Linked DNA regions of Neogale vison: region 1 is linked to region 2. A link is a contact called in public Hi-C data. All regions are on one chromosome and are shown on one strand. The core of a region is the stretch at or near the end of the contact, and the rest is flanking DNA. Distances in the headings are between cores, read along the strand shown. Region 1 holds the start of SPIRE1 (protein spire homolog 1). Region 2 holds the start of AFG3L2 (AFG3-like protein 2).

What was found. Hi-C and Micro-C count contacts between places; a contact is called where the count stands out from the background.
Region 1: a contact with region 2 is called in a Hi-C map of tongue, with 5 times the contacts expected there. The contact joins the promoter of SPIRE1 here to the promoter of AFG3L2 in region 2. A contact is called at or near these places in 3 of 3 Hi-C or Micro-C datasets (fibroblasts, muscle and tongue).

Annotation. Positions count from the first base shown.
Region 1 is chr3:210,152,829-210,155,768 of ASM_NN_V1, forward strand. SPIRE1 (protein spire homolog 1) reads right to left here and starts at 1,629. Exons shown (of 18, transcript XM_044243648.1): 1 at 1,364-1,629.
Region 2 is chr3:209,914,061-209,916,839 of ASM_NN_V1, forward strand. AFG3L2 (AFG3-like protein 2) reads right to left here and starts at 1,512. Exons shown (of 17, transcript XM_044243644.1): 1 at 1,242-1,512. The coding sequence starts at 1,358.

The DNA.
Region 1 (2,940 bases), core at 379-2,878, 240 kb after region 2:
TAATAATAAAATAATTTCCAGAGAATTATGAAGAATAGATTTAAACAAGTCAAAGTTCTAAAATGCATTTACCTGACACACACACACACACACTTTAATGTTTATGGGAAGTGAAAGAATTGATAACTAAAATCTTGAATGCTTTTTATTTTAATCAATTTAGATAAGGATTTGGATTAAATGTCATTTTACTGAATAATGAAGTACATCTTTCACCTTAAGCATTTTGACATTTCCATCAACTTTCTAAAAGTGAGGGCGGATTATTTCTCTATGTTTTTAATATACTTGCCTCTCAAAAGACTGAAATATATAAAAACTGATAGGAGAAACCTATTATCAATCCCCTCATCATCAGTACCTCTCTGAGTAAGCGCTAGCTACATAATAATGTGTAGGTGATAATCTTGAAGAATTTACATTGGACAATAACCTAACTAAAACCCATTTTATGTTTATCTGACATCCTGTCAACTTTTGACTTGACAAGCCTGTTTTCTCATTGCAACAAATTTTAACACACAGGTAAATGGTAGTTATTTTTAACTTTCAAGAGCTAGAAATCATTATTTCGTCTCCTCCTGTTTCTCCCAAAATAGCAACATTCTCTTCGGGGCTTTTTATATTTCCAAACTGAAGGAATTCGTTACCAAATTAAAAAAAAAAAAAAATACTATTAGCTGACTACTCATTCCGAAAGGTGTAATTTTCCTGACAGCAGAATTAACTATCCTTGACGAGATCTCACGTGAACCTTTCATAGCACCTACCACATCCCAAGTAAACAGCCCTGGCATGTAAGTATGTATACATAGCTTATCATGAAAAGGACCCAACCCACTCCATTTCCCAAACAAGACGGGGGCAGCTGTCCTATGACAGTCTGTGCAATTACCAGCACCTTGGGCAGGTCCGCGGCCCTACTCGGGGGGCGCAGGCCCGCCCGGACGCCCTCTTCACAACCCCTCTTTGTGCCGCTGCCCGTCCCCCCACCCCCCTGTTCTGACCTACGTGGAGCCCCCGCTAGACCACAGGGCCAGCACCACCACCACCCCGCCCCCCGCCGGCCCCAGGCCCTGCTCCTCCCGGCTCTCCCAGGGGAGGTGGGCGTTCGCCGGGCGGAAGGGCAGGGCCCAGGCATTGCGAAGGAAAAGGGGGGCCGCGGTGGGGGTCCTCCTGTCGGAGGTGGGGGGCGCACAGCAGAAGGGCAGGGCCCAGGAAGACGAGGGAGAAAAATGGGGCCGCAGGGGGGGTCCTCCCATGGGAGGTGGGAGTCGCGGGGCGTAAGGGCCTGGCCGGGGGCTTCCAGGGAAAAGGGGCCGCGGAGAGGGGTCTCGGTGGAGTCGCAGGTCGGCGGCCTCACCCGTGGCCGGGGGCGGCTCTCCCGCGTCGTCGGGCGCCAGGGTGACGGTGCCGTCCCTCCAGACGCGGATCTGCGCGGCTGAGCGCACGCGGCGACGGGGCTGGCGGCGGCCGGCGTCCGCGGCGCGCAGGGAGCCGCAGCACTGGTAGCACACGGCCCACGCCTGCTCCTCGTTGATGGGCTGGTTGTAGAGCCGCAGGATCTCCTCCAGGCTCAGCGCGTCCGGCGGGCCGCCAGCCGCCCCGGAGTCCGCAGGCCCCCCGCCGCCCGCCGGGCCCGCCGGCTGAGCCATCCCGCGGGTCGGCGCTGCGCTCGGCCGCCGCGCCGTGTGCCGGCGTCTCTTCAGCTCCGGAGCATCGTCTCGGCGCGCCGCCTCCTCCTCATCCCCGGAACCGCCCCGCCCAACCTGGCCGCGCGCGCCGCCGTGGGGGACCAGGCGGGGGACTGGGCGAGGGCCCGGCTGCCGTGGGCGAGCGGAGAGCGGCGAGGACGCCGCGGCCGTCCTGACCAGGCCGCCGCTGCCGCCGGCCCGTAGCGACGCGATGGCGTCCGCCGGCCCCGCCCCGCGCCTCGCCGCGCGCTCGGTGCCGGGGCCGCGGAGCCGCCCCGCCAAGGGTCCGCACGGCCCGCAGCTCGGGTGTGCCCTCCGTGGCCAAGCTGACCGCGCCGACTGCAGCGATCCCCCGTCGCGCTGGGAGGCCACTGGCCCTGGATCCCCCAGGAACTGACTCGCTGGGAGGCTAATTTGGAGTTCGAACCCAGCCTGTAGCAAATTCCTAATAAAGGTCTCTGAAACCGCTCCGGCTTCCCCCGCCGCCGCGCCTGCTCCCGCCCACCCCCGGCGGTCGGCTGGGCGCGGGTCCTGCGCCTCTTTCAAGCCTCCACACGGTTTCTCCTGACCAGCCGACTTCGTACTGCGCCCGGCCTCGCTCCTTCATCATCCCCCGGATCCTCCTCTGCTCTTTTTGGGGTAGTTGTCGCCATCGAGATACCGTATAATTTACTTAGATGTACTGTTTATTGAATAGGTCCTCCCATTTTCATTGTAAGCTCTCTGAGGACAGGGGCCTTTATGGGGTTTGCTCACTGACTTCTCCCAAGTGCGTAGATGAGGGCCTGGGATATAACCATGTTGTAAATAATTTGTAGACATTAGTTTCAGCGTCCTTCCGGATTCATTTTGTAACGTTCGCACAACTCCTCCCTAAGGATGTCTCCAGTGATCGCACTCATCATAGTCCAGTGAGCCCAGTATGTTCAGACGATGTGGAATTAGTATCAGGGTGGCAACATTGAACTGAGGGGAACAAGCCGTAGAAGAAAAGAAATACTGCACTCCCCAGAACCTCGCTGACTTCATTAAGTTATGCAATACAACATCATTCTTAGATAAAATAATCACTCATTGGTAAACGAGTTTAATTGGTAACTTTCCATTCTGAGGCTAGTGCTAAGAACCAGAGAGAGTTTAAAGTATCAACCGAGTAAGAAATTTACAGTAATTACCAATTAAACTTTTAAGGCAGCTTTGTGTGTTATATTAGATCCCACGCTCTTAACCATTGCATCTTGCACTA
Region 2 (2,779 bases), core at 262-2,761:
AACTGCAAAATCAAAGGGCAGATCCCTATCTGCTTCTTACTTGTCTGAGTCCAGTATTCACTAGGGACAAATGAAGAGGGCATGGTAAGATGGCAAGACGATGTGACGCAAACGTTAGGCCTAGCGCAGGGCAGTCGTGTAAGACAGAGATGAAGATACTCCAAGACTGGCAAGATTTTCAAAGAAAATCATGAAGGCTCCATTTTAAGTGGAGAGGCTGAGATAATTTCCTCAAAGGCATCTGGCTAGTAAGTGACAGGTTCCTGTGACTGACTCTGGGCCTTAACCACCGTGTTCATTTGCCCCTTGGCCCTAAGTAAACCAATGCCAAGGCTGGTCTCTAAAAAACTGGCAGACAGCAAGAGACCATGTGGCTGAAATAGATGATACTGACTACCCACCCATTACATGAACCTTTACTTGACAGATTACTGCCGCTGTCCCGGGAGAACAGGCTACCATCACTTCAGAAAAACGTACTACCGCAGCCCACACGTGGGAGCCCTGTTATCTGCTCCTTACCAACAGAAAAACAGCCTCCAACTGAAGACAGGCCTTCTTATACAACAAAAAGCACATTCTCTACTCTGAGGAGATGATGTTATTAATAATCATAGTTAATATGTATTATCTACTATGTGCCAGACCCAGAATGGCAGCAATAGCCCCATTCTACAGATGGAGAAATGGAGGCTGAGAGAGGCTGCGTAGCTTACCTCCAAAACCTGTGCTTTCAGACCATGCTCCCGTTGGCAACGCTTAAAACACACGCACAACAGCTGCTACTTTTCCATACCATGAGAGCAGGTGAAAGAAAGGTAAGCTACACTGGAGATACGACAGACAAGTTCCTTAACGTTTTCAGGTCTCATTTGCTCTATCTGTAAAATGGGTTCGTCCTGAATGAAGTCAGAGGACCCTCCCGGATGATCTTTTTGAAGCTCCCTGACGCACAAGTATTTGATTCTGTTTTCAAAAATCCAATTCTACACCCAGGGTTTGAGACGCACAGCGTGCTTACGGGAACCACGGGAGAAAACCGATCTGAAACGCTGGGCGTCCTGGCACGGAACACGCAGCGCACGCGGCCTCATTCACGCGAGGAACCCGCCCCAGACGCCCGGACAGGCGCGAGAGCGCCCGGGGGCCGGTGACCTTGACGGCCTGCTCTCCCGGGCCGGAAGCAGGCCCGAGGGTCGAGCCGGGCCGGGGACGGAGGGCGCTGGGCCCCCGGGACTCACCGTCCGGAGGCAGGACCGCTCGGTGGGGTCCAGGCGGCCACCAGGCACGAACAGTGGGGGCAGGCCGCGGGGCCAGCAGCCTCCCCGGCCCCACAGCCGCAGGAAGCGGTGCGCCATGGCCGCCGGCGCCGCCTGCTCGGGCCGGGGGCGCTGCGCAGGCGCGGCTCTGCGGCCGGAGAGGCGGCGACGGACCGACTCCGGTCGCGGGAACCGGGTCGGAACAACCAGCGAACCGCGCTGCGGGTCCCGGGCTCACAGGCGAGCCCACGCTCTCGACGCGCGCGTCTTCTCCCAGCTCCACCCCTCCCGGCGTGCTGACGTCAGCCGCAGAGCGGGCGCAGGGGTCTAGGGCCGTTCTTTCGGGTCCGGAGCGTCCTCGCTCCCGGAGCGGCGCGATCGAAAGAGGAGGAGCGTCGAGGGCGACAGCGGGTAGTGGGCGGGGTGGAGGGGAGGGCGGGCGTGGTAGTGGGCCTAGAGGGAGGAGCGTAGGGCTGGTGGGCGGGGAGGAGGGCGGGACGTTGGGGCGGGGCTGGAGGCGTGGCCGTAGGGTAGAAGGGCTAGCGGAGGCGAGGGCTGCGGGGCGGGGCCAGCTCGTAGCAACCAGGAGAGAGCCGGGAAGGCTGCTGCGGCCCCAGACGAACGGATCTTTCCTTGTTTCGGCGCGAGGCCATTGTCGACATTTTGGGCATTCACACTCGGTGTGTCACTCCCGAAATATTTTATTGAGCTCCTAATCAGCGGCGGCATCGCCCAAGTGTCTGGAGATGCTAACACACATCCCTAACCCTAGGAGAGCAATGCAAATAATCACAAATCGGTGAGCTAAATGCAATGATAAAAGTGTTGAGACTGTGACATCTGGCTTGGATCCATTGGGAGCCGTTTGAAAGAGAAATGATTCTCAGATGAACTCAATGGAACTGCACGCTGTTTCGCACTCCGTGACTGTGGAGGAGAGAGAGGACTCTGGAGTCAAGTTTTACATGTCACTGTTTTCTGTTAGCTTGGCCAGTAGTATGTATAATATAAATGGTAGCTGATGTTGCCGATGGGGAGGAAAAGGAAAGGCAGGAGATGAGGCTGGGGAGGAGTATGAAGGTGGCCTCAGAAATGTATTAACGTATGCACATAGACAGGAAAAATCTGGAAGAACAGACACTGAAATGGTAATGAAATTTCTTACCTGTCACAGTGGCAAAATCCAATATATTGACAACTCACTCTACTGGCAGGCGTTCTCAGAAATAACTGGTGGGCACAAAGAATGATGACAGCGTGTGGAAGGGAAATTGGCAATGTCTACCTAAATGTCAAATGCATGTGTTCCTTAACCCGGACATTCCATTTATAGAAACGAACCCTACAGACAACTTGCACATGTATAAAATGCTGTGAGCACAAGGTTAATAATTACAGCATGGCTTGTAGTCACAATTTATTGGAAATAACTAGAATATTCATCTATAGGGGACTGTTTAAAACAATGGTAAATTCATACCATTATTAAAATTTTTTACTGAATGTTAACATACAGTATC